Regions from separate parts of the Mus musculus genome. Here regions 2 and 3 are each linked to region 1. A link is a contact called in public promoter capture Hi-C data. All regions are on one chromosome and are shown on one strand. The core of a region is the stretch at or near the end of the contact, and the rest is flanking DNA. Distances in the headings are between cores, read along the strand shown.

Region 1 (4,350 bases), core at 1,241-3,740:
AAACTAGTCTGTTGGTCTCGGTATCTTTCTTTCTTGAGAATTTAACCTTGGTGGGAATTATGTCCCAGAACCCTGCAGTTTCTGTGAATCTCAGACGCTAGGTAACGAATGGCACTGACTTGTGACTCATGCTGACAGGTTGTGATGTTTGCAGGAGGCAGCTGGCTCCTTTCCTGGCATCCGGAGGCACCGAGGCTCCCTGCCAAGGTGGATGGGCATGGCATTGTTGGATTTCCAGCTCCCACCAGTGCAGAGCTGAGCCTCTCGGGCTTCACGCTGCTGAAAGCTTTCCTGCATTTTCTTTGTGCTTTTTCCTCCACACAAACCACCTCTGAGTCCACCTGGGCTGCAGAGGGGACACAGGTGGCAGCAGGTGGAGTTGGGGGTGGTGCATCTCCAGGGAAGCCAGAGGTCAAACCAAAACTACTTATTGAGCTGATGGGACCAGTCTTCATCTACCAACCATGGGACCCCATGTTAGGCTTTGGAAAGTGGCTCCTTATCTTGCTCCCCCAAATGTGGGGCTCGAGCCAGTAGCATGGCACCTCCAGGTACCTGGGTACAAACATGGGACCCCGGCACACTGTGACAATGCCCTGAGAGAAACGGCCGAGTCTGTGAGCTAGAGAACAAGTTCTGTGGGCATTGTGAAAACCGGCCCAATGCAGAGTTGCACAGATTCCAAGAGACACGAGAGTTTGGACCCTCGTAAGCCATCAACCTCTCCCAGGGTGGATCAGAAAAGGCTTTCCTTTTGGCATTTCTATTAACTTAGTAGAGGCTGTCTCATGTAGCCAAGGCTGGCCTTGAATTGACTCTGTAGCCAAGGATGTCCTTGAACTTCTAATCCTCCTGCCTCATCCACTGTGTGCTGGGATTTCTATCATGTACATCCACACTTGGATTTGAGGTTTTTGCTTTTAGACTGTCTGCTTGAAAAATGATTGACTTGTGAGCCTGCTGCCTGGTTAGGGAGTGGCATTGGAAACCCTGTGTAAGATAAGTTGGTAAATCAGTGAGATGCGGGTTTCTAGATCTTACCTTTTTGTTTGTTTGTTTGTTTGTTTGTTTTAAAGGGATGGACATCCAAAAGCTGTCACGGTGATCTAATAGATGCAGACTGCTAAGCAGCCAGGCAAATAGAAGCCTGAGTGTTGAGGCACAGGGTGCTGTTGTGTGTCTGTGTGCATGGGCACAGGGTATTCGTTGTGAGTTCCCTGAAGGTGGCCCAACTTTTCAGTGAGACGTTCCTGAGTCTTAGAGGATTCCTGGCATCCTGTCCTCTTTGACTTCAATGGCTCCTCCCCTCCCGCCTCCCTCCTCATGTCCTGTGATGTTCACCCCAAACAAATTGGTCATAAAAGAGTGGAATATGCAGGGTCGGGAAGAATCAAATGTGGTTTTGTTTGTTTATCTGCAGGACGATTGAGAAACTTTTAAATGTTTCCAAAGAGGGGTTGTCTCATTCCTAAACTTATTCCCAGTAGAACTCCTCAGGATATAACCACACAGAGCAGGGTTCCGCAAGACATGCATCCCTCCTCCTCCTCTTCCTCCTTTTCCTCCTCTTCCTCCTTTTCCTCCTCCTCCTCCTTTTCCTCCTCCTCTTCTTCCTCCTCCTCCTCTTCTTCCTCTTCTTCCTTCTTTTCCTCCCCCTCCTCATTTCCTCCTCTTCTTCCTCTTCCTCCTCCTCCCCTCTTCCTCCTGTTCTTCCTCTTCCTCCTCCCCTCCTCCTCCTTTTTTCTGTTCTTCCTCCTCCCCCTCCTTCCCTTCCTCTTCCTCTTCCTCTTCCCCTCTTCCCCTTCCCCCTCCTCTCCCTCCTCCTCCTCCTCCTCCAGCCTCTGATCCCCTTTCTGTCCCATACGGGGTCTTATGCATCCGAAGATGAATCACCCCAGCTGGAGCTAACCTGATGGCTCCCTTTTTCTGCCCTGCCTCTCACAGACATTTCTCAGAGAAGCTCCCTTGGCTCAGTGATGTCTGTGAATCAAGTCTGGCATCCTTGAGCTCATACTCAAGACCCTGTTCTTAGAACAACTTGCTACGGTGTTTCCTAGGTCCCAACTCTCAGTGTTAAACTGTAGCCGCTCCTACCACCATGCTCCACTGGCCCAGCCTGCTGTCTTGCCCACTGATCTGGTCCTGCTGTGGGGCACCTAGGATGACCGATGCTTCAGATGTAGGCTGAGTGAGTGAGCTCACCCGCTGCCTCTGCTCAGGCTCAGGCCTTGCTCTGCTCCTGCCCCCTCTTTCGTTCACCCCTCACCCGTCACCATCTCCCTCTGCCCATCAGAGTCCAACTCTCTAAGAAGCCGTTCTCCCTGGAAGCCTCCTCTAATCGCGACCTCCCCGTGGCTGCTGTTTGTACCAACTTTCACAGTAAGTGCATTCTGTGGTGAGGTTTCTTTTCAGCTGAAAGGGATAATGGAAGATTCCTGTTCGCCTCTTCGCTCACCATGGAGCCTGCTCAGAAAACTACAGCAAACAGAACAGACCCAGCATGTTCTTTCAGCCAGCCAGCTTGGCGGGCGTCTCAGGCTGACAGTGGACTGAGTGGACTGTGCTGAGGCCTCTGTTCCACTTCTTCACGAGCCTTGTGGCGGGGCCTCCTATACTCCAGGGGCTGTTGCTGGGATTTTTATTTCTCTGAAGTTTGTTTCCTTTTCTAAGTACAGTTCTTTGGTAACAAAGGTCCATCACATTAGTAATATGCTCTGGGGATGAATTCCGCCCCGTATGTTCGCAAGGTAAGCATCGTCCTGACTGGGCTAGCCCTTCTTGCCCTGCCTGATCTGCATCCTCTCTGTTCTCCACTTGTCACCTGTGGCTACCTAGGCTGTAGCAGGCAGGCTTGTGCAAGTGTCGTCCACATATTATAACTGACCCGGTCATAGGGAGCTCCAGGACTTGTCTGGTGTGCTGAGTGACATTTGCTGAGGGACACAGCAAGAGGCTAAAGAACAAGGGTCTGTCTGCGGGCTGGAGCTAGCCTGAGATGCTTGCTCTCACGAGTGAGGTGCTGCATGGTGAAAGGGTGACCTACCCGTGCAGCTACAGTGGCAGGACAGTGTGGCACACTGCATTTGGGCTGGGTTGTCTCAGGTCTGACAGCTCCACTGATCCAACGCTTTCTTACAGACTCCCTTTAAGAGCCTCTTTGTGGTTCCTGTCAGGATGGCTCCATCAGTCACCAGCCTGGTGAGCTGCTTTTATGCCCAGTTTCTGGTGTGAAAGCCATGATTCTTTCAAGTTAGCCTCAACGTTCCTCTTTAACCTTTCCCACTCTGTTCCAGCTTACATTCCCCCCTTAATGGTGTTAGGCAAGGCCGACGGCAGACATCAGGCTCCCCACTCTTACCTGTGAGCAGGGCTGGCCATGAGGTTTCTTCATCCTCAGCCTGGGTTGGGTCTTCTTCCCTAATTGCTTTCTGCCGTCTTCCCAGGCACACCTGCCTTAGTGTATCCCTAAGGTGTTAGCCTGTTTACTCTCTTCCACATCCATGGCGTGGTGGATGTAGTGGGGACTGCTGTCAGCTTCCATTGTACAGCCACAGTGGCCTTGCCCTCTGTTCAGTGTATGCGTTGGCAGGGCACTGAGACCTTCCCTTAGGTGTGAATTTGCGTATCTGTAGACTGCATTCACTCGCAACGTGAGTCTCACTTCTGAGTTATCTGGAGGATGTTAATGAAGGGTTTCAGGTGCAGAGGTACGTGTGGTGGCCTCTAGTGGTGGCTGCTCGGTGCAGCAGGTTGGGGGCCAGTAGCTGTGTGGTTGTTTGAGACAGCCCGTGACACATATAGAGCGAGTCTTTCCACCTCAGCCGATGCTCACAGGCACGCCCAGAAGTGTGTTTCCTAGGCGGCTTCAGAGACGCCCCAGCTCTCCGCTTACACCGGACAGAGGATGCCAGGCTCCGTGTTCCTGTGAATTTGGCTTCTTTTTACCAGAGATAATCGAAGTTGGTCGAGCAGTTGTTCCCTTAGCACCACTGTCAGGGAGCACTGACATTTCAGGTCCGTGGACTGTGAAAGCGCAGGTTCAAAGGCCTGCGTCAGCCACCTTGGACTTGGCCTGCTTTCTCATGACATTAGCCTTTGGCCCTTTCTAAGAGAGAAGTGGCACTAGTGGTCCCTAGCACACAGAGCAGGTGACAGAGTAGTGTCACTTTTCATCGCTGAGAGCCACCAGGAATCAGCCAGAGCTTCAGAGCCGTATTAAAATGAGGCTTTCCCCCTAAGGTTGCTTTGGGGTCAGCTCTGGACAGAAATGAACTAGTTCTTGTGTTACAGAGTGGATTGCTAGAAAGCCATGCTGTCTCTATTTCAATCTGGATTTCTTCCAAAGGATTC
Region 2 (4,335 bases), core at 891-3,390, 180 kb before region 1:
AATGTCTGCCTTGAACAATGGGGTCAGGGTCTTACTGAGGAGAGAGCCAGAGAGGCTTGGAGATAGATGGGTCCAGTTGGTATTCTGTTTTGTTCCATGTGGCATGTTCAGATAGCAGCTGCAGAAGTTAGGGCTAGAGATAATGATTTGGATGATTCTGCATCCACATGAGAATTTACCAATTTAAAAACTGTCCTATACATGGTGGAGAGTGAGCAAGGCAGCTCAGATGTAGCATGCTTGCCTAGTGAAACTGTGGGCATGGGAGTAGGAATGGGCACGACAAGCCTTGAGTTCATCCCACCACCACACACTTAGGAATGTGTCAGTCAAGATTCACTTCCACTCTCATTTTCCATTAAAATGTTTCCTTTCCTTTGTCCAAGTTTAATTCTTCATTTCCTCTATCTTATTACACTTTTCTTGTCCACTTGCCTGACCAAAGACACTGGGCTTTAAGCTAGTTACTCAAAGCTGTAAGTACATAAAACAATGTTTAAAATGACAAAAAGTCCTGTCTCAATTAGGGTTTCATTTCTGTAAAAAGACACCATGACTAAGGCAACTCTTACAAAGGACAACATTTAGTTGGGGCTGGCTTACAGGTTCATACGTTCAGTCCATTATCATCATGGCAGGAAGCACTGTAGCATCCAAGCAGATATGGTGCTGTAGAAAGAGCTGAGAGATTCTACATCTTGATCCGAAGGCAACAGAAGGGGAACTGCCTTGTGTAGGCAGTTAGGAGGAGGCTCTCTTCCACACTGGGTGGAACTTGAGCACTAAGAGTCCTCAAAGCCTGCCTACACAGTGACACACTTCCTCCAATAAGGCCACATCTCCTAATAGTGCCACTTACCATGGGCCAAGGATATTCAATCCACCACAAGTCCTATGGGGGGAGGGAGTTATTTACTATTTCTAGACCCCAGCTACCCATTCATGTGCTGGGATGATCATTCAGGAACACAGTCCTGCATGCTCTGAGCGGCAGAGTGATGCAGCCAGGATGCAGGGCTGCTCCCAGCAGAACCCACCCTGCCTGGTCTCTGACCTGGGCCTTGTGTGTCGCTGACACCTGCTCCTGCCACTGCAGAGATTGTGATGCATAAACATTTTCCTGAATGAAGGAGCCAATGCACATCTGTTCTGATCGGGCCGAGAACTGATTAGCATTGGATCAAACTCTTGAGCTATAAGACAGTCACCTGGAGCTTTTAGTTTCGTGACATTGTCAGACAGATTGACAAGTTCGGGCTGTAAAAAGTTGGCCTGTAAGGACCATGGTTTTCACTGAACTCAGTTGTGGAAGAATTGAAATAAAATTTATTAAGACCTGACACAACGTAGCTGTGTTGACTGAGCACCACTCGTGATAGGAATGTTCTGAGTGAACCGTACGCACACTGCAAGTGTACACTCTCAGGAGACCAAAAGAAGTGGCCGCAGTATGGCGTAAGGCAAGGTCTGTTGCTTTTTAAGGAATTTTCCATGCGTTTGCTAACATTGCTTTCCTTGAGCAGATCCAGCATGACTTGATAGTGCGCACTACAGGTAAAACCCAATGACACATTCCCACCTCACAAGCTGAGCTAAGCAGACAGCCCTGCCCTCTCCCAGACACACCTCTCTCTGGACAAAGCATGAGATTACCTCCATATCAGCGCCAGGCTGCAGCTTCTGTCTTGGACATAGTCCTTCGTCTTCTTGAGAAGCAGTTCCACGAAGTCAGGATTACCTTTCCTGGCGAAAACCCAGTACAGAATGGTATTCACGCATATTTCAGTAAACTCAAGGTTAAAGTTGAGTTCAAAACGGTGTCCTGACTTTTCCACAAAAGCAATATAGTCCGTGAGGAGTATGTCAAAGCCGTCCAAGTCAACATACCTCAGGATTTTTGCCAGGGTTCTGTAAATCCTGGGTTCATAGCAGTGGTATCCCCATTGGCCCAGAAACTGCAGAGAGGGCCGCTTAACTATCTTGTCAACAAGGTTACAGAATATATTGCTTCTTGGAAAAGACGTCTTCCGGCATAATTTAGAAGAGTTATTCATTGCTTCTTAAGGGTAGGAAGAGCACGGTGGGCAGTCATGCTGCCATTCCTCAGTCACAGGCCTTGATAATGTGGGAGGCTCTACTCCAGACGCAGGCGTGCCCCTCATCAGCCAGAGGGAAGGCAGCAGGGTGACATCACAATACCTGCAGAGCCGTCATCAGCCCGGGTCAGAAACCTGAGGCGGTTGTGAAGTTGGTGACATATGAAAAACCTAAAGGATAGCAATGGCATGCAGGAGAGCTAAGAGGAAACTTTACAAAGATTCCACTCTGTCTATGCCGTGTGTCTCTCAGGTGTGAGAAGCACCCTGTGTACATCACACTACATATTAATATTGATTAGTCATGTGACCCTAGTCAGGTACAGCTCGTGAGATCTGCGTGAGTGCTGCCTTCTCTTAGGCCTCACTGGTTCGTTCCCGTGTAGGAGGGAGTCTGCCATCCCCACACGTGACACCCTCGTAAATAAAATCTCGAAATGTGGTTTTGGAATGTTTTTTCTGCAAGCCTGGCAGAAAGTATATAATTGGAATATCATTTAAAAAATAAACACATGGTTTGATATTAAGTACATTAGAAATGCAATTACTTACATAATATAAGGATATAGATTAAATTTTTTAGCCCTTTAAAACTTCAAATCTAGGCTGGACATATAGTTTAAATGGAGAACCCTGGTTTCTGTATTTCAGAGAACAGAGTTGGTCCAGGCATTGGTAAGGATGAAGACCTGGGGCTTCCTATTCTGTCACTTTGCTGACATACCCCATTTCTATATCTTAGATGAAGCATATTACACAATAGATAACAGCTCCCAGGGCCAGTGAGACAGCTTAGTGAGTAAAAGTGTGATGTCAAGCCGAGAAACCTGCGTGGGATCCCAGAACCCAGATGTTAGGAAAAAATGGATTTCTGCAAGTTACCCTCTGAGCACATGCACACAGTGAGATCTGCATATAAACACACACACACATACACACACATTTACACACACACACACACATTTACACACACACAGATACACATACACACACACATAAACACATACATACTTATGCACACATGTACAGAGATACCATGCTTACATACAAAAATAAGATGCAAATCAACATTAAAAACACAACCCATGAGGTTATTGAAATTACCACTTAAAAGTCTTAGTGCATCATTGACTTTTGAGAGACAGGGAAATCGATGGGTTGGATTAATTGGAACATATTTAGTTGGGTTTAATTCTGCAAAGTTTTCCAATGTTTTGTTCTGCCACAATTATGTGGCTCCTTTTATCATTACTTTTATATCATGATGAATCTTCATATTCATCTATAACCATACTTGATGTATGAACTAATATCTTTTGAAAGATGTTTAAATGTTGAGTGTTTCTATCTAGAAACTTAAGATGGACATTCAATTATTTAAGTCTCCCTTTCAGATCAGCCAGTTATGACTTCCTTTTTGAAAGGGATGTATTTTCTTATGTATCTGTGTGTGCATATATGCAGAGGCCAGAAGAAGGCAAATGGCCTTGTCTACCAGTCTGAGCCTGTTCCTTTCAGGCGTACTCTCTCCCTGCGCTCCAGTGATCCTCCTGCCTCAGATCTGGACTCCTGTCCTCATGATTAGAGAGCCTGTTGAACTCTCTCTCCAGCCCAGAGTTTCCATGATTTCCTTCATCAACAACCTTGATACATTTCTCCATACATTTGTTTGTTTCTATGTACTTTATATGGTTAGTAAATAGTTGGAATGGAATTTTTCCATCATATATCTAGCTGTTCACTGTTGAAATGTTAAAAAATACTTGAATTCTTTGTATGGATTTAATTACCAGAAATCTTACTAGGCTTTCTTATTAACCATATTCTTTTCTAGTTTCTTCTTTTGCATCTTCCCCAGAAACAGTGTCATCTGAAAATAAAAATAATTTTGGCATTTTGAGGTCAGGGAAGATTTATATCCACTTCTGGTTCCTGCCTTGCTTACTGGGTAGAAATTTCAAGGCAGTGTTAAACAGCCATTGCTAGAACATTCCTTACTTTGCCTTTATCTTTCCAAAGAAACATCAATGGCCAAAGAAGTCCTGTTCCTCCTCCAGGGCACACGGCGACTTGTCTCCTGCTGACTTGGAGGAAGCTTTAGGTCCTCCACTTGGTGCCTCAGGTAGCCACTGCCTGTGGATGGAGAGTGGTGAGGACGGAAGGCTCTATATGCTGACCTCTGCTACTGCCGTTTCCTTTTTAAGTGTGATCTTAGCCAGGCCTGCTTAATCAAGCATGC
Region 3 (4,273 bases), core at 5-2,504, 200 kb after region 1:
AGATTGGTAGGAGTGTGGTTATAGTGTCTGAATGAGGAATGTCCCCCACAGGCACGAGTGTTTGGTGCTTGGTCCTTGGTTGGTGGCACTGTTTCCGCAGTTATAGAACCTTCAGGAGGTGTAGCCTTCATGGAGAAAATGAGTTCCTGAACTGTTTTTGAGCGCTTATAGCTATCCCACTTCTAGATTGAGCTCTGTGCTTTGGAATGAGTTTGGGATCCCCCAGCTCCCAGCTTCCTGCTCTTGCCATCTGGTGTCATGCCTCCCCCACCCGACACCCACCCACCACACACAAGGGGACCATGAGCAATAAGTAAAGAATCTCTTCCTTAAGTTACACTCAGTTGTGACATTGTATCACATGAACAGAAGACTAACTAGTGCAATGACTTACATGGAGAACAGAGGATGCCTTTGAAAGCCTATTTTTTTTTTTTTTTTTTACTAATGAAGCCAAATTTACTAGAATAGATCTTTTTGATCACATCTGGATATGTAACAAAATTGTTTGTGTTTAAGAAATGAAGTAGATTTGTAGATTTGATGCCTCTCTCATCTCTTTTGTTTTTAAGTTTTCTTCTTTTTCTTCCTCCTCCTCCTCCTCCTCACCTCCCCCCTTTTTTTAATTATACAAGGTCTCTATGTAGTTAAGGCTATCCTGAAGTTCACCAGTCTGACCTCGAAATCACAGAGATCCAAGTGCTTGGATAGAAGGCCTACACCACCATTCCCAGCCTTGATGCTTCTATTTTTATTGGAAAGAAAGAGTTCGCTGAGGAAGTTGCATGAGGCAGACATTGACTGGGGGAACAATACAGACTGGGGAGAAGTGGTGGAGAGGCCGGTCTAGAAAAAGGAAAGCTTGTCCACAGGATTTACAGAGCAGATGTGGAACATGCACGACCCTAGGAGGCCAGAAAGCTGTGAGTTGAGCCCTGGAGTCTGGGTTTGGTACAGGTAAATCTGCTTGGGGAGGGTGTGCTGCTGAGCCCAGGGCTTCTTATTCTCTGGCACCTGAGCTCCTCTTTGTCCCTAAGTGACATCTTTTGAGTGACAGTATTTTCTGCTTCCTGTTTTGGTTTTCAAAGCAGCCACTTGGGCAGCACAGTGTGCTAGATCCTGAGAGGAATCTTGTCTGAAATGCAGATTTGGGTTTTGATCTGCATTTTGTAGGTCAATAGTCTCAGTTACTTGGCAGTAATTACAGGGCTCACAAGGCTGTTGCTCCTGAATAATTTATCCTCTGTTAGCTACAAACAAACTCTCCTAAGGAACAGCTCCCTCTCTGGCTACTGTTTTTCCAGGGGAGCGAGGTGGTTCATCCCTTCTAGAGTTGGTCTTGAGTACAGACTCTCCGGTCACAGAGATGTGACCTGAAGCCCACACTGAGTACCAGACACGCTTTTCTCTTCCTAGCCTCAGGCACGGATGACCCCGTAGATGTGTTCTTAACTTGGCATGTGAGGCTTCGGAGCATATCCTTGTCTATTTGTGGGCTTTGGCAGCAGGAAGCAGAGGCGAAAGCTTTTGGTGATGCGCAGAGCAGGCTGATGAAGCGCCGTGCACTGACAAGTCCTCTTCCATCATTTCCATTCGGGTTTTAAATTCCGTGTTTATCCCGTTGTTTGCTTGTTTGCTTGTTTGTTTACTGGTTTGTCCTGAGACACCCTTGTTTTAAAGCCCAGGCTGACATCAGACTGGGATCCCTCTGCCTGTGCTAAAACAGTAAGCATAGCGCAATCTTTCTTTTGTAAGACCATGGGTTCTAGATACTAAATCCATGTCCACATGTTTGCACTTTATGGACCGTGTCATCTCCTTAGCCACTAAACTTTTAAATTTTAATTGTCAAGAAATAGTTGCTTGCATGTTGCCCTGGGGAACAGCATGATTGGTTGACTGACTGATTGATTGATTGATTGATTGATTGATTTGTATGCATTTTGCTACAGCATCACTCACATGGCCAAGATAGTTTGCACAGAACTGCAGTGGGAGGCATGGGAGGGATGTGTCACTGTGGCTTCTATTGCTGTTACAGAGTCTCTGCCAAAAGCAACTTTTCAGGGAAAATGATTTATTCTGGTCTACAGTTCAAGGGTCACAGTTCAAGGGTGCAGTCTCCCATGACGGGAAGTCAAGCGGCATCTGGCCACGTCCTATTCATGATCAGGTGTCAAAGAGTAGTGAGTGTGCATAGCTGTTTCTTCCTCCCCTTCTCTGTGTTCTGCTTCTCAAACCCAGCCTAGGGATTGGCGCCACCCACAAGGATTTCTTCAGGATAATGAGATGCTCACAGACATCTCAGAGGCTCATCTTCCCTGGAGGAAGGGGTCATCATGCCCCCAGGGCAGAGGCTGCAGGCTGTTTATCTTAAAGAGTGGGTTTTGTTAAGTATGGATGAGTGTGTGTATTAGTTACCTTTCCGTTGCTGTGATAAAATGCCATGGCCTAAAACAGCTTACAGATGGTAGAAATTATTCCTGCTCCTGGTTCCAGAGAGGGAAATGCATAATAAGTGTGTGGGTTGGTGAGGGTTGCCTAGCAGCAGGAAGCCAAAGCAGGAACCCAAGAGATCCAATCTTTAGCACAGGAAACTGAGAAAGCAAGCTGCAGGTGGGTGTGGCTATGAATACTCACAGCCAGATCTCAGCCATGGCCTTCTTCCAGCAAGCCTGCACTTCCTCATAACCTCCCGGAACAGCACTACCAAGGAAGGACTGAATACTGAATACTCATATTCCTGACCCCATGGGGAACATGTCCAGACCCCCACAATGGTGACCACTGGCCTGCAGGCTCTTGCTTAGTGTTTGTCTCCATTTGTGGAAGTTTTCTCTTCCAGTCTTTTCTCTTGGAAATACAGAAGGGAAACAGACACCTGCCTGGTAAGTTTGACTTAGATGCATCATTTTTCATATCGAAGCCATGGTCATCTGTATCCAAGGACATCGTTTGTGATCCCTAAATACCTGCATTGTTCTCCTGACTCCGCCTTAAGAAACAAACACAGCTTTGACATTCAGAAAGTCCTTGCAGGGAAGCAAGTGTTTTCCTTCCCAGGACAGCATCTTAGAGCCCGAGACTGTGCTTTCCGACTGCCCCCCAACCTGGCACCCTTTTCCTTTGGGCAGATAATGATTATATCTGGGCTGGAAGGAACACCCAGGATGCCCAGTTACCTGGTTCAGGGGCCAGAACTGAATCCCCCAGTTCTTTCTCTGTGATTTATGCAGCCTGTCCTCTGATTATTGCTAGTTAGAGAGAAATCAGGCTCATACATTTCTGGGGGAGCCAAGGTAAAAAGACAGAGAGAGGGGGGGAGGGAGAGGGAGAGGGAGAGGGAGAGGGAGAGGGAGAGGGAGAGGGAGAGGGAGAGAGAGAGAGAGAGAGAGAGAGAGAGAGAGAGAGAGAGAGCTCTTTTGTCAGAGTAATAATAACACTTAGAGCTTCTATTGGGCTTTTTATCTTCAGAGGGCTTGCCGAGCATTAGCTAATTAAGAAGTCTGCACAATATGCAGCAGCTGTTGGAAAAATAAATGTGATGCTTGGGTGTGTTAAAGAATGCGTGCAGAAACACGAGGGCATCCTCCACCAAGCACTTGTGGGGCTCACACTGATGGGTTTGCTTCACCTGGTGGGACCGAGCAGACATTCCAGTTAGTCCTGTCTGCAGAGTAAGGGTGGCTGGGGATAGACAGAGGCGGCATGTAATGGAGACTGCAAAGACTGTATAACACACACACACACACACACACACACACACACACACACACACACACAAAGACTGTATAACACGATGCACAGAAGGAAAGCCAAAGAGAAGCCCCAGAGCCTAATTTCTGCTCACGTTCTACAGTCCTAATAAAACAGGCTTCTAGCACGTCAATACTGACACCCTTTCCAAGAAGAAGCATTGTTCCTGATTCACGCAGTTCACTACACGCATTGCACAGAACACCCGCTAGATACTTGAGAAAGATGCTTAGAAGTTATCTGCGTGAGGGCTGGAGAGGTGGCTCAGTAGGTAAGAGCATGGCTCCTCTGCTCCAGGACCCGGGTTGGATTCCCAGCACCCACGTGGCCACTCACATCCATGTGCGACTCCAGTTACGGGGATCAGATGCTTTCTGCTGGCTTCTGGGGGCATGAGGTGCACGCATGTGCTTAGACATACATGTAGGCAAAACAGCCGTACACAGAGGACACATTTCTAAAAGCTTATGTGAAGAGGAGATGAGTCAGTTGGTGATGCTGGCCCCACAAGCAGGAG

The links. Promoter capture Hi-C pulls out the DNA fragments that hold promoters and counts their contacts.
Region 2: a contact with region 1 is called in a promoter capture Hi-C map of hippocampal neurons, with 4 times the contacts expected there. The contact joins the promoter of Asb17 here to the enhancer-like site in region 1. A contact is called at or near these places in 15 of 39 promoter capture datasets (the C10 cell line, the HPC-7 cell line, HPC-7-derived erythroid cells and 11 more), 1 of 15 datasets of contacts at CTCF or cohesin (large pre-B cells), 17 of 484 Hi-C or Micro-C datasets (the C10 cell line, CD8 T cells, the G1E-ER4 cell line and 7 more) and 1 of 9 other capture datasets (adipose tissue).
Region 3: a promoter capture Hi-C map of hippocampal neurons shows a contact between it and region 1, with 4 times the contacts expected there. The contact joins two enhancer-like sites. A contact is called at or near these places in 1 of 39 promoter capture datasets (hippocampal neurons), 1 of 484 Hi-C or Micro-C datasets (embryonic stem cells) and 4 of 115 datasets of contacts at active chromatin or transcription factors (astrocytes and embryonic stem cells).

What each region holds. Positions count from the first base shown.
Region 1 is chr3:153,657,956-153,662,305 of GRCm38.p6, reverse strand. The region is part of intron 1 of St6galnac3 (ST6 (alpha-N-acetyl-neuraminyl-2,3-beta-galactosyl-1,3)-N-acetylgalactosaminide alpha-2,6-sialyltransferase 3); the gene reads left to right. Among named protein-coding and RNA genes, the nearest start is that of Gm52633, 65 kb to the right of the region's middle. Within about 2 kb of position 2,490, at least 29 of the 459 cell types and tissues checked have an H3K27ac peak or open chromatin away from gene starts, as enhancers often do. A contact at or near this core is called in hippocampal neurons, where this site is marked.
Region 2 is chr3:153,842,052-153,846,386 of GRCm38.p6, reverse strand. It overlaps Asb17 (ankyrin repeat and SOCS box-containing 17), which reads right to left and starts at 2,140. Exons shown (of 3, transcript NM_025758.4): 1 at 1,654-2,140. The coding sequence starts at 2,054.
Region 3 is chr3:153,455,737-153,460,009 of GRCm38.p6, reverse strand. All of the region lies in intron 2 of St6galnac3 (ST6 (alpha-N-acetyl-neuraminyl-2,3-beta-galactosyl-1,3)-N-acetylgalactosaminide alpha-2,6-sialyltransferase 3), which reads left to right. Among named protein-coding and RNA genes, the nearest start is that of Gm46831, 51 kb to the left of the region's middle. Within about 2 kb of position 1,254, at least 30 of the 459 cell types and tissues checked have an H3K27ac peak or open chromatin away from gene starts, as enhancers often do. A contact at or near this core is called in hippocampal neurons, where this site is marked.